2 separate regions of the Mus musculus genome follow, and region 1 is linked to region 2. Evidence: chromatin contacts called from public Hi-C data. All regions are on one chromosome and are shown on one strand. The core of a region is the stretch at or near the end of the contact, and the rest is flanking DNA. Distances in the headings are between cores, read along the strand shown. Region 1 has its middle 10 kb from the start of Gm39834. Region 2 overlaps Rbms1 (RNA binding motif, single stranded interacting protein 1).

Evidence for each region. Hi-C and Micro-C count contacts between places; a contact is called where the count stands out from the background.
Region 1: a contact with region 2 is called in a Hi-C map of olfactory sensory neurons, with 2.1 times the contacts expected there. The contact joins two enhancer-like sites. A contact is called at or near these places in 8 of 484 Hi-C or Micro-C datasets (the AML12 cell line, bone marrow-derived macrophages, brain and 5 more) and 3 of 115 datasets of contacts at active chromatin or transcription factors (embryonic basal ganglia, embryonic hindbrain and epiblast stem cells).

The regions. Positions count from the first base shown.
Region 1 is chr2:61,377,714-61,383,474 of GRCm38.p6, reverse strand. No RefSeq gene overlaps it. Among named protein-coding and RNA genes, the nearest start is that of Gm39834, 10 kb to the right of the region's middle. Within about 2 kb of position 4,269, at least 9 of the 459 cell types and tissues checked have an H3K27ac peak or open chromatin away from gene starts, as enhancers often do. A contact at or near this core is called in olfactory sensory neurons, where this site is marked.
Region 2 is chr2:60,794,479-60,800,579 of GRCm38.p6, reverse strand. It overlaps Rbms1 (RNA binding motif, single stranded interacting protein 1), which reads left to right. Exons shown (of 14, transcript NM_001141931.1): 3 at 2,838-2,896. Among named protein-coding and RNA genes, the nearest start is that of Rbms1, 84 kb to the left of the region's middle. Within about 2 kb of position 1,264, at least 10 of the 459 cell types and tissues checked have an H3K27ac peak or open chromatin away from gene starts, as enhancers often do. A contact at or near this core is called in olfactory sensory neurons, where this site is marked.

The sequences.
Region 1 (5,761 bases), core at 3,020-5,519, 580 kb before region 2:
ATTGATAGATCTGTGGAATATCAAGGAAAGGAGGTCTCTTGGGCCTATAATGCTACAATAAGAAGAGATGCTGTCCTGGTCCTAGGAATAACAGTAAATATAAAGTTCTATCTTTTTTACATGGTAGCAAACAATCCTTATTACTTATAAAGACTGAGAACAATGTGTTCGTCTGAGCAAAAGCTACAAATAAAATCTTGAAATAAATTTATCTTAGCACAGTACTGTATTTGGTATATCAGTTCTATTTGTGGTTGTCAGTTATTGTTAACTTTGGCCACTGTGATCAATAAAGATCTTTCTAGTTTTTTTTCAAGGGGTAAATAGGGAGAATTGAATGGGGGTATCCTTTCACCCTTGAGTTTTTAATGAAGAAGCTAGTTTCTGCACTCCCTCTCAAAATGAGGCATTGTGGTTTCAAAGATGTCCCTTTGTCCTTTACAAACACTTGGTGGCTCTTTTCCACCACGAAAACAATGAATCTTGATTTCACTGGGGACTGAGTCTTCATCACACCTGGTAACATGTAGATCCAATGGACTAGTATGAAACAGTTATGAGCTACTACTGACTACATGTTTGTCTTCTCCAAATGGAATGGTATTCCTTTCACTGCAGGCTTCTGTAAGCTTCTCTGTAAGAAAAGGTTACTATTGTGTCTTGGGTTCCATACTGTTAGAGTAAGCTCTGACTCTACCTAATAGATGCAGAGCTAGGAATGGGCTAGGAATTCTTTCCCACAGTGTGAGCCTGCTATTCTGATAAGCAGCTTTAGATCCTTGGCAGAAAGTCTGGGGGACATATTGGAGCGATGCTTTTGTACACCATGTGAAGATGTGTCTCTGTCCTTCCTTGCTTGCATAAGGCACCTTCTGATTGGCGAAAATAAAAATACTATGACCTGTAGCAAAAGGCAGAATAGTAAAGCGGGACTTCCGGACATAGAAAGAGGAACTCTGGGAAAGAGAAGACAGGTGGGAGATTCAGCCAGCCACACATGGAGAAAGAAGCAAACTGGGAAGGAAGAAGAGATAACTAACCAGCCATATGGCAGTACTTAAATTAGTATAAATGGTATAATATGAGTTAAGAACTAGATGGGGAGCAAATCTAAGCTAAGGCCAAGAGCACTGTAAATAAATATTTTCCATATCATTATTTAGGAGCAAAAGTAGGCATAGAAAGGTCCAGTTATAGGGATATTTATTATGCACATGTGTAGTGATCTTGCAGGACATTGCCTCAGACAAATCTGCTCTCTTGATTTGTCAGTGAGCAACAGATTACTGTTACAGAGCTAGCTGAGTGATAATGCTTTTCCATTGTGGGAGTTAATTCCAGACCTTTGATAACCAAATCACAACTTCTAGTTATACACTTAAGCAAGATCCTAGATGGCTGCCCCTCATCTTATGCCCATAATTTAGTCACATTTGCTACAGATTCTTATGGGTGGACTCTAGCCTTTATGTGTGTTTCAACAGATATGATATCCTTTTTCTATGAAGACAAATTAGTCTCCCCTACTCTTGAATTCTCTAAATTCTGATATTGTTGGAGCACCTCCCAGCACTGAGTGCAATACCTAACTTCTCCACAATCCTCCTGCTTCTCTCTCCATGCATCCTTCACGATGGAGTAAAGAGTGCCGCTGAACTCATCAGAGTCTTTTGATCTGACATAACAAATTCATCACCACTTTCTTACCTGTCTGAGGATTTTGATCATGTCTCCAATACCATGCTCACGCTTCTGTTATCTGAGTACTTTGATAAGGTTTAAGCTTCAGTGACATATTAGCATGAGCTCTATATGTGTTATTAAGGTATCAAGCCTTTTGTCATGGGACAGCAGTCTTTTTTCTCTCTTCTTGTCTTATATTCTTAACTTTGTATATGAGTATCCTCAAGGTCTATTTTCATATTGCTTCCTGGCTTCTGTTGGGTCCATATTAATTGAATATTATAATTCCTTGGCTATGCTATTTCTTGCCATGTCAGAGGACCGTATATCATGCCTAGCAGTGTTATAACCTAGGTAGTCCTTTCCATGTAGCACTTATTTCATAGGATATAAACCAATAGAGTGTTCTGTTAGCTAGCTAGAATGTGTACTAGAGATCAAGAAAACCACCTTTTAGGTGGGTTGAGTCTGAAGACAGTAAACAGAGCTCTGGCTAAAACAAAAGGGCTAGTCTTAGTGCTTTAGTTAGGGTTTCCATTGCTGTGATGAAACTTCATGGACAAAAGCAACTTGGGGAACAAAGGGTTTATTTCACTTACTCTTCCATATCACTGTTCATCATTGAAGGCACTCAGGGCAGGAACTCTAGCATGGCAGGAATCTGGAGGCAGGAGCTGATGCAGGGGCCACGGAGAAATGATGCTTCCTGGCTTACTATTCATGGGTTGCTCAGCCTGCTTTCTTATAGAACCCAGGATTGCCAGCTCAGAGGTGTTACTACCCACCATGGTCTAGGCTCTCACACATCAATCACTAATTAAGAACATGCCCTACAGGCTTGCTTACAGACATATCTTATGGAGACATTGTCTCAAATGAGGTTCCCTCAGATGACCCTAGCTTCTATCAAGTTGACATTAAAAAAACAAAACAAAACAAAAAAAAAAAAAAACAAAAACTAGCCAGCACATTTGGGACAGACCAATCTTTTATTTTGAGAAGCTATCTTGCACACCATAGGATGTTAAAAATGTCCCACAATGGCGTCTCCCTATTAGATGCCACTGCCCAGCTGCGATCAGCAAATATTTCCCCTGAGAGCTATTGCTTAGGAGATGGTTGTCTGCTCTCCTGAAACCAGGCTCTTGTAGACGTCCCTTAGGAGATGCCAGTATTCTGTAAGGTACAATGGAGGTGAAATGTCGTCAGATTTTCCCTGAGCACATCTGGTATCTGCAGTGATGGCTAAAATTCAAAATGGACAAAGAAGGTGTGAGCCATGGCAGAAACTGTGTCTGACTCAGTTTGTCTGAATAGTTTCACTGCCTTTCATAGGTGACACCACTGAGACTGGAGGAGTAGGGTCAACTTAAGTGTGACTCGTTAGGACTAGAGATGCACAAGACCAAATACTGCCTTCCCTCAGGAAATGTTCATTCATGTAAACCATGAAATATTATGTAATGCGTGTGTTGATAAGATCATACACACAGCATGTGATAAGGCTGCAAATGCAAGGTATTTATTTGGATTCAAAATCTTTATTCATATGGTGGACAGATATACTGCCTGCTTTTATTACATTGGGGCACACTGGAATAGTCACTAAATTATTTGCATACCCAATATCACTTAACACACCTAGAACTTTAATAAAGTGTATATTCTCACTTCTCATTTTTCAGAAAATAAAGTGGCCGTTTCTTGTATACTTTCACATAACCTAGACACAGTATGCTTAAAGAGTCGTTGCTTGGTGGAAGAAGATGACCTAAGACTGATAAAATCAATGCAGACAAGCAGAGATGCAGGCACAGGCTAATGCAGCACATTGCTAGAAACAGGAGAACCCAGTGGCTGATTCCATTAACTCCAGCTTCATCCTGTAGCAGTGTGAATAATTAAGATACGGGCTGGTACTAAGACTCTCAGCTCCTTTTTAGAGGGGCTTACAGAATTGTGGAAAGTATCTAAAAATATAGAACCAATGTGAAAGAAATAATATTGTTACAAGGGAATGGATAACTAGGGATAATGGGAAAGAGGAGAAATAGCAAGATGCAGCTAATTACCAGGGAAAACCCCTTGACACCCAGGATGGGGAGCCAGGATAATGGTCTCCTGAGTGAAGTGGCAGAATCACCATCAGTTAGTACATTTAAAAATAGGCAACAGAGAGCTAGAAACAGGGCTTTAGGGAATAGTCTTGCATTAGGCAGGAAAAGCGGTAATTGACTAAGTGACCTAATATTAAGAGCTTTCTTTCTCATAAATTTCTTGAATTCTGAAAAAAAAAAGATAAAAATCTTCAAGCTGTATACAGAAATGTAGGTACCTAATGACTGGAAATACCTAAATATAGTCTCAAATTATTCATAAATGCAAAATGAAAGCAGCTGTGCCCCAAATGCCACATAACGTGAGGGCCGGAGGAAATGTAGGAAGTAGACAGTTGGTGTGGGGGTGCTCTCAGTCTGATTTTTTTTGAGGCACTCAGGTGACCTGTGCCCAAGTGCACCTAGGCTGTACAAAGGCCAGCTTGGTTGCTTACGGAAATCTCTCTTTCTGTTTTTCTTTTCCAGCCCCCTGCTGGTAACCTGCTAGAGCTGTTGATGCTCATCTTCTGTAGACTCCTGCGTTGTCCATATCTAAGTCAGTTGTCTCTTCGTTGAAACTGGGGAGTGGTGAGATCATCAAGCTGTTCCCTAATGTGCAACTCTGAAGCTGCAGGTTGCAGAATCGTACTGCAGACCCACAGAAGCCGCAGAGGAGCTCGTGACTGTGAATCTTACCTTGGGGCAAGACAAGCTAACTCCAAGAAAACTACAAGAAGGGAGATCCTTCCTCCTTCTCTTTTCTAATTACTTCCCTTTATTTTCCTTTACTACCAACCAAAGGAGACATCGTCTAAACATGCTACACACATATACTCTGAGTACAGACACATACACATTTTACTGACTTGCAAAAGGCTTTAACACAATTTTCTTGTCTCTGTCATATGCTAGCTATTATTGCTGTTTTGTATTTATCATGTCCTTTGATTCCATTTGAGGGCAGAAATTACATCCCAGGCATCTTTCTATACTTCATAATGCTGTAGTAAAGACATTGATTTTTATCAAATGTGACTAAGTCAAATCTGTAAAAAGTCATAATAAAAACCCCAAGGTGTGTAGAGAAACCCAGGGAGTGCCAGCTTCGCCAACATGGCAAGTCCTCGTTCCGAGGCCGAACACTTAGCTGGGTTTCTACTTCTACCTCTACCAATAATCTCATTTGAGACATTAAGCAAGTCATGTGGTTTCAGCTTCCCTTCCTGTAAGCAGATAACAATCACTTTTTCTTTTTATTTCTTTCACAAAGCATCTGAGAGAGTAAGCATGATAATATCGCTGTTTAATATCACTTTTCACTTAGCAAAGCTAAAAATGATATCAACATTATCTACATCATCATTTTTACCCTCCCCAAACAGATGAACAGGAGTGCAGCCTGGCCTCCCCAGAGATAATTACTTTCCCGCACATTGAGACATACAAGAGAAGATAAAACAGGAAGGAAAACAAAGATTCCAGGAATTACATCTAGTTACAAGGCAGATCAGTAATCTGTCTTCTAATATAATTCTCCAGATAATGCTAGATATCAGGACAAGAAAAAAAGAATTGGCGTTGTTTAATTTTTGACGGGCTACCTAATGAACGGCTAAACCATTTTTGCAGAAGGCAGAATTACAGTGGTTTCTTCTCCGATGCAGCTACTGTATCTAGAGCTAATTGGATTTCCCATTATGATGAGGTTTGTTTTTCAGAATTGAATCTCTGAGTCTCTTCCAATTGCTCTGAGTTGATGGTGAGACAAAAGATGTGCAGGGCGTGTGGAGTGAGTCATGGGTTTGGGAGCAACTCCATGAGGTCAGAGAATCCTTAGGAAAATCGGTGCGTTCTAACTCACGGTGCAAAGAGGAGCCAGGCTTGAGCAGACCATGTCTTCCCAACATGGACATTCTCAGGAGGGGAAACTGACTCTCTGTCATTATCCCTGCCACCACCCTCCTTTCAGACAGTAATGTGTT
Region 2 (6,101 bases), core at 15-2,514:
CAGTGGCGTGGAGGCTGGGGGACTTTTTAGTGCTGTTTAAATAAGTCTAGACAGTATAGGGAATTTTGGAAGCATCAGAGACAAAACTCAGCAGGGTTACCGTCTGCCTTCAGAGTTGACACAGTCCCTGGTAACCTGAGCTTGGCAGGAACAGGAGAGTAAAGTGCTATTGAATAAAGATACAAGAAGGAGATGGAACATGTGTTTGGGATGCTTTTTAGACAGTGGTGGGCACGAGACAATTTCTAACCAATACTTGATATCCTTGGTGTGTATTCTCAAAAGATAGGAAAGAGAAATAGCATTAGTTACAGCCACATCTCTGGATAAGTATCTAAATAAAGATGGTCAGGGGTCAACTATTAAATTAAAGGAAGGAGTAAAGACGAAGAATGGACCAGGCACCCCTGAACAGACCACGGGAATGGAATGGGAAGCGCCTCTGTGGATACCATCTCCCACAGTGAGGAGAAACACAGATAGCATAGGTGCGAGGGTGAGCGTCAATGTCACAGGCGGCAGAGAAGGAAGAGCTCAGGGATGTGGTGTGGCCAGCATGTCACCTCTCCACTTCCCTACACCTTTGCCATCACAAAGTGTTCAGAGCAGCAGCGGAGGACACAGTGCCAACCCCTGACCTCCTGAACATCCTATTCTCTAGTTGACAAAGAACAGTGGGTTCTTAGAGACCTCAGGCATAGTATCATCCCTTCAGTGACTGTGCCCTTACTCAAAGCTGGGGTCATACAAGCCCTTCCTGCTTTTGGAAGTGTGCGACAGAATCTAAGAAATGCTTCCGTTGACGACTGCCCATGGGGGTGAATGCTGGGAATAGGGAAGCCCATGACCTTGGAAAAGGATCGACTGCCGAAGGGCCATCGTTATGTCTGGCTTTCTTTGTTTTTAGCTTCTGTGCTTCCTTTACATCTGTTTCTGTAAACCCAGCGATCCGTAGTGATGTCGTTAGGAGTGCTCAGGGTTTCTTTGGGGAATTGAAGGTGTTTGCGCTGCTGTCTCTTGGATGTAATTATCATTTGAACCTTACATTATCCTTACTTTTCATGCCTAGTTAGAACTCACTTGACTACGTGATTATACAGAGTGGAAGGAGGGGACTTAAATGGACAAGAGAGGTGGCTCGCGCCATTTGGTTCTTTCGGACAAATGTATGTCAGCTGCTTTCACATACAAGCATAAGTACCGAATGTTCAGAGCGGCATAAAATGTAGTGGAGAACTCTTTGATTGCCTAACACACTTAAGACACTTGAGGTTCTCTTCTTCCTCGGGACCTCAGTGTACTTGTGACACACTTGACAAGTGCTCAGCCACCCAGCTCCCTCCTCAGCTAGAAGACTCACTTTTTTTAATCCTCAAAAGGTAATCATGAGAAAGGCAGAAAAGAACATGTCTTAAAACGTATAAATTAAGCACCAGGGAAAATGGAATTGTAGAACTTTGTATGCAGATGTGAGGAAATTTTGGCCCCGGATTCAGGAAGGATCGCCTGCACAGTCCTCCAAAGTTTTCCCTGATTTTAAAATTGTAAATACTAGATTTCAGAGTGCCCTGAGTGTTTGGAAATCAAGTACGGGTTGTAGCGCTTTTCCTCAGGGTTTGCACTGAGGGGAGGTGGGGCTATTCTGTCTGCGTTTGTAAATGATATTTAATCTGTAGCAGGAGCGCACTAAATCAGAACATTGTGCATTTTTCCCTCTCCCCAGTTTCTGTGACACCTTAAGGGATTTAACGCCATTTCTCATGAACACAATCATATAACTAGTGACGAGTCCCAGTTGGCTGTCCCGTAGTCTCCACAGCCCATCTCATACACACACACATGCTCACACTTGCCACCTGAACAGTTATTGCTGAGTTAGATTTAATTTTTTAATTTTCCATTTGTTTTGAGAATTTTTTTCTTTTTTTTTTTTTTCTTTTTTTTCGAGACAGGGTTTCTCTGTATAGCCCTGGCTGTCCTGGGACTCACTTTGTAGACCAGGCTGGCCTCGAACTCAGAAATCCGCCTGCCTCTGCCTCCCCAGTGCTGGGATTAAAGGCGTGCGCCACCATACCCGGCTCGAGAATTTTTTTTAAAGATTTATTTATTTGTGTCATGTATATAAGTACACTGTTGCTGTCTTTAGACACACCAGAAGAGGACATCAGATCCCATTTCAGATGGTTGTGAGCCACCATGTGGTTGCTTCGAATTGAACTCAGGACCTGTGGAAGAGCAGTCAGTGCTCTTAACCACTAAGCCATCTCTCCAGCCGAGAAGTGATATTAGTAATATTTATAAATATAGAAGTCTTTGGCAAAAGGAGAAAACCCCTATCTTTTGCCATTAAATTTGGTAAGCAGAATACATATACACCTGCCACTCAGCCTGCAACCACACAGCTCGCTTTTCCGAGCCGGGATGAATAGAATAATGCTGTCTGTGTTTCATAAAGAGCTGTGTGGGTCATAGAACTTTAATAGATCGGTGGCCTTGTATTGGCTTTGTAGTTGGCCACAGACATAATGTTATCAGAAGGGAGATTTTTTTTTTTGTATAGAGTATTTCGTTCATTTTTTTTTCCTGAAGATTGTCAGGAAAGTACCTGTTCTTCAAAGCCAAACATCAAACTTGATATAGAGCTTCAAAGGGGAAGCCTGGCCATTCCTTTTTTTTTTTTCTTAGTTTAAAGTTCAGAATTCGCCTTGTGTTTCCCCTCAGTAAAGAACATTTTGTACTTTAAAGTTTGCAGATGTTTGAAAGAAAATTGTGTGTTCTTTGGACTTAGACATGAATAACAGCTCCTTGTAACTTCTTCCTTTTCCCTTTTGTTTTAGATATGGGAAGATCGTGTCCACAAAGGCGATTTTGGATAAGGCCACCAACAAGTGCAAAGGTACGGTTCTGTGGGCCGCCTTAGTATACTCAGTCCTGGCTGTAGACGGATGACGCCAAGGCCTTAGGTTTCACAACCAGCCTCATGGTATGAAAAAGCACATCTCACGTGGCGCCCAGTCTCTCTCTTGCACAACGTCTGCATATTGCTTACGTTTGTTTTGTCCCTAGTTGAGTTTTGGCTGGAAACCCATCAACTCCCAGTTTGCCAGAATTCTGGATTTGGCGCCAGTAGAGTTAACACGCAAACTACAAGTTGGCTTTCAGCCCCTGCCTTTAAAGGGGGGAACAGAGCTGGAGAATAGCTTTTCTTTCCTGAGCCTGGGGAGATTAGAGCTGCTTACTGAAGACCATTGGACTGTACTAAAGAACTGAAAAGATTACATATTGTGTAAATTGGCTCTATTAATTAGAATAGAGTAGTTTTAAGCAGTACTTAATTACATGTTTCAATACTCCCGATTGTTCTCTGCTGAATGCCTGTTGACAATATTGGCAGCGGGGAGGAGAGACCCATTTTCACTGACCAAATTGTACCAGGGAGAGGAGGTCATGTGCCCCTTTGAAATCTGCTGCTGCATTAATTTGATGCACTGACCTTCAGTTTTCCATGCAATTAGGATGAGCTCATCCGGCTTCTTGAGCCGGGAGTGCGAGCGGCTGGAGCAGGGCAGCGCAGATGCCGTGCCTCTGACTTTTAATGATCCAGCATCTTCACAATAGGCATGTGATTTCTAGGAAAATGGAAGAATGGAGTCAGCTGACTTTGACTCTAACTACTGACCCTGGGAATTGAAGCAAGGTTGACAGAAATAGGCAGAGAAGGCAAATCTGCTCATTAATTAGACCCTGGCTCTTCAAGTAGTAGTGATGGGGCACTGGCTTAGCATTGAAAAAGGCAGGGAACATAAATGGAGCCTATGGTGAGGCCTCCGCTTGTAAGCCGGTCCTTCCCTTTAATCTAGACTTGAAGTGGTCCATTGTACTCTCTCCTCTTCAAAGTGCCTGGATTTAAAGGAGCTATTGTAGCAAATATCTAAGCCCATGTTTAATCAACATGGCATATTAAGGCAGTTTTGCCTTAGGACAGTGAATAGAGTGTGCTTTATGTAGAACGGTACCCAATAAATATTTAAAATGAATTAAACCGGAGAGAGTCAAATGCGTGCAGAAGTGCATGCACTTAGCTGCCAAGATTAGTCTTACTTAGCATCAATAAATGATTTGGGCAATCAGACACACACACACACACAAAAATACAAACAAGCAAACAAACAAACAAAAAATGTTCTTTGGTTTTATGGAGAAAAATAGGCTCTTGCCAAGCCCAAAGCAGGAAGCTGATCTCACAGTCAACCTCAGACTGGGAGAGAAGTGATAGTGGGTAAATGGCTGTAGCCCACCATATCTCTCTCCCTTTCTTGCTCACCCCAAAGGGATCTGGTGAAACAGCTCAGGATGCTGAAAAGCCAGAGCTGCTGCTGTACGTAGCAAAGAACCCCTCCTCCCAGTTAAACTCTCCAGCACATGCGACACCGAAGGGCACTGCCGTTCTCCTCTCCAATGACTGCTGCTTTCCTAGATTCTGTTCCTTGTTCAGTGTGGTCTAGGCAAGGGCCTGAGTAAAAAGAAATGACAGCTAATCTCACACTACCATACGCAAAGCTGCAGGGTTGGAAAGTGTTCACAGATGAAGTAGAGAGATTAACGGGCCTTCTAAATAAAAGTAAGGGTGATTCAGAATCGACGTTCAATCCAGCAAGTGGCCTGGACACCTTCCTGTTAGCAGGTCTCGGGAGATGCTGCCCTGTATGGGGTCAAACATGATCTCTCCCAAGATTCTCTGTCTCCTAGCCTCTGGGTAGTGTATATCAGCTGTGTAGGGGTGTGGCATGTGCATAAGAGGAGAAGGTGATCCAAGGTGGGTTTCTAAAGCTATGCAGGCCAGGGTGAGTTTGTGAGATGGGGGAGTAATGTTGAGACAAATGGGAAGTAATAGTTTGGTTTGTAATAAAGCCAGATAACATGCTACCCATGGTAACTTGCTATGGTTGGTATAGGTATAAGTGTGTGTGTGTGTGTGTGTGTGTTTGTGTGTGTGTGTGTGTGTGTGTGTGTGTGTGTAGACTATAGATAACTTAGAACATATTATAGAAAATTACTATAAGTGAGAAATACTATGCTATGTATAATTTTTAGAGATTAAATACATTTAAGAAATTTACATATGACACCAAGACATCTTAGAAGGTCAGGAAACTTTCACAAACTTATTTGGGGAAGGCTTCTATTTTGGGTGAAGTTAGGCTAAAGAAAATAACTCTGCTTAAGGTATGTTAGTTATTGACTATTCAGTTGGTATTTTATGTTTCAGTTTTGGTCAAAATTTAGCAAACACGTGGGTTTTAAGTGCTTACCACATAGGCAGGTCACGACAGAGAAACTCACAAAGGATCGACCCGGAAACTGGGTTACAGATGAGAAGAGAGCTCATACATACATTAATTAACACATAAGGAAAAGTGGATGAGGATCAATTAAACTGATAAAGCAAGAGTGGAGACTTCATTTTATCACCAACCACCCTGTGTGTGTGAAAGAAGCCAAGGCAGAAATAGAAAGCACAGCTCTGCCAGTAGCCAGTATCCACAATAGGGGCAGACTTCAGTCAGCAAGATAATCATGACAGTCGGTGATCTTAAGACCTGATGATTTATCTCCTGGAAGCATCAGTGAGCAAATCTGCGTATTACTTAGTAAGCCTCGCCTTCAGAGACAGCGGTACCTGTTTATATAATGAAATTAATTAATCCTGTAGCCCCTGTATAAACTGTCTTTACTTGAAAGTAGCAAGACGAACAGAAAGCACACGGTTGCGCACTTACCCTGTTGTGCTTACCTTCAATAATTATGGATTCTTAAAGTAAGCTTCAGCAAAGACCAGAAACACACACTAGCGATGAGTGAATGCAACAGTTGTGTGTTCCTCTTAAGTCAGTACAAAGAATAACCATTCTGCTATTACATGAACAGAGTGCAACCACAAGTACAATAAATAGCACCACAGAAGAGATGCTCTGCTTTGTGTAGCGTACTGGCAGTGGCAGAGTTGGTGGTAGAGGTGTCCGTCAGTAGGCGCTGCATCGTTTCACAAGAGTGAGGTGTCCCTGTATGATCCCCAGATGTTGTGTTGTATGAGGAAGACA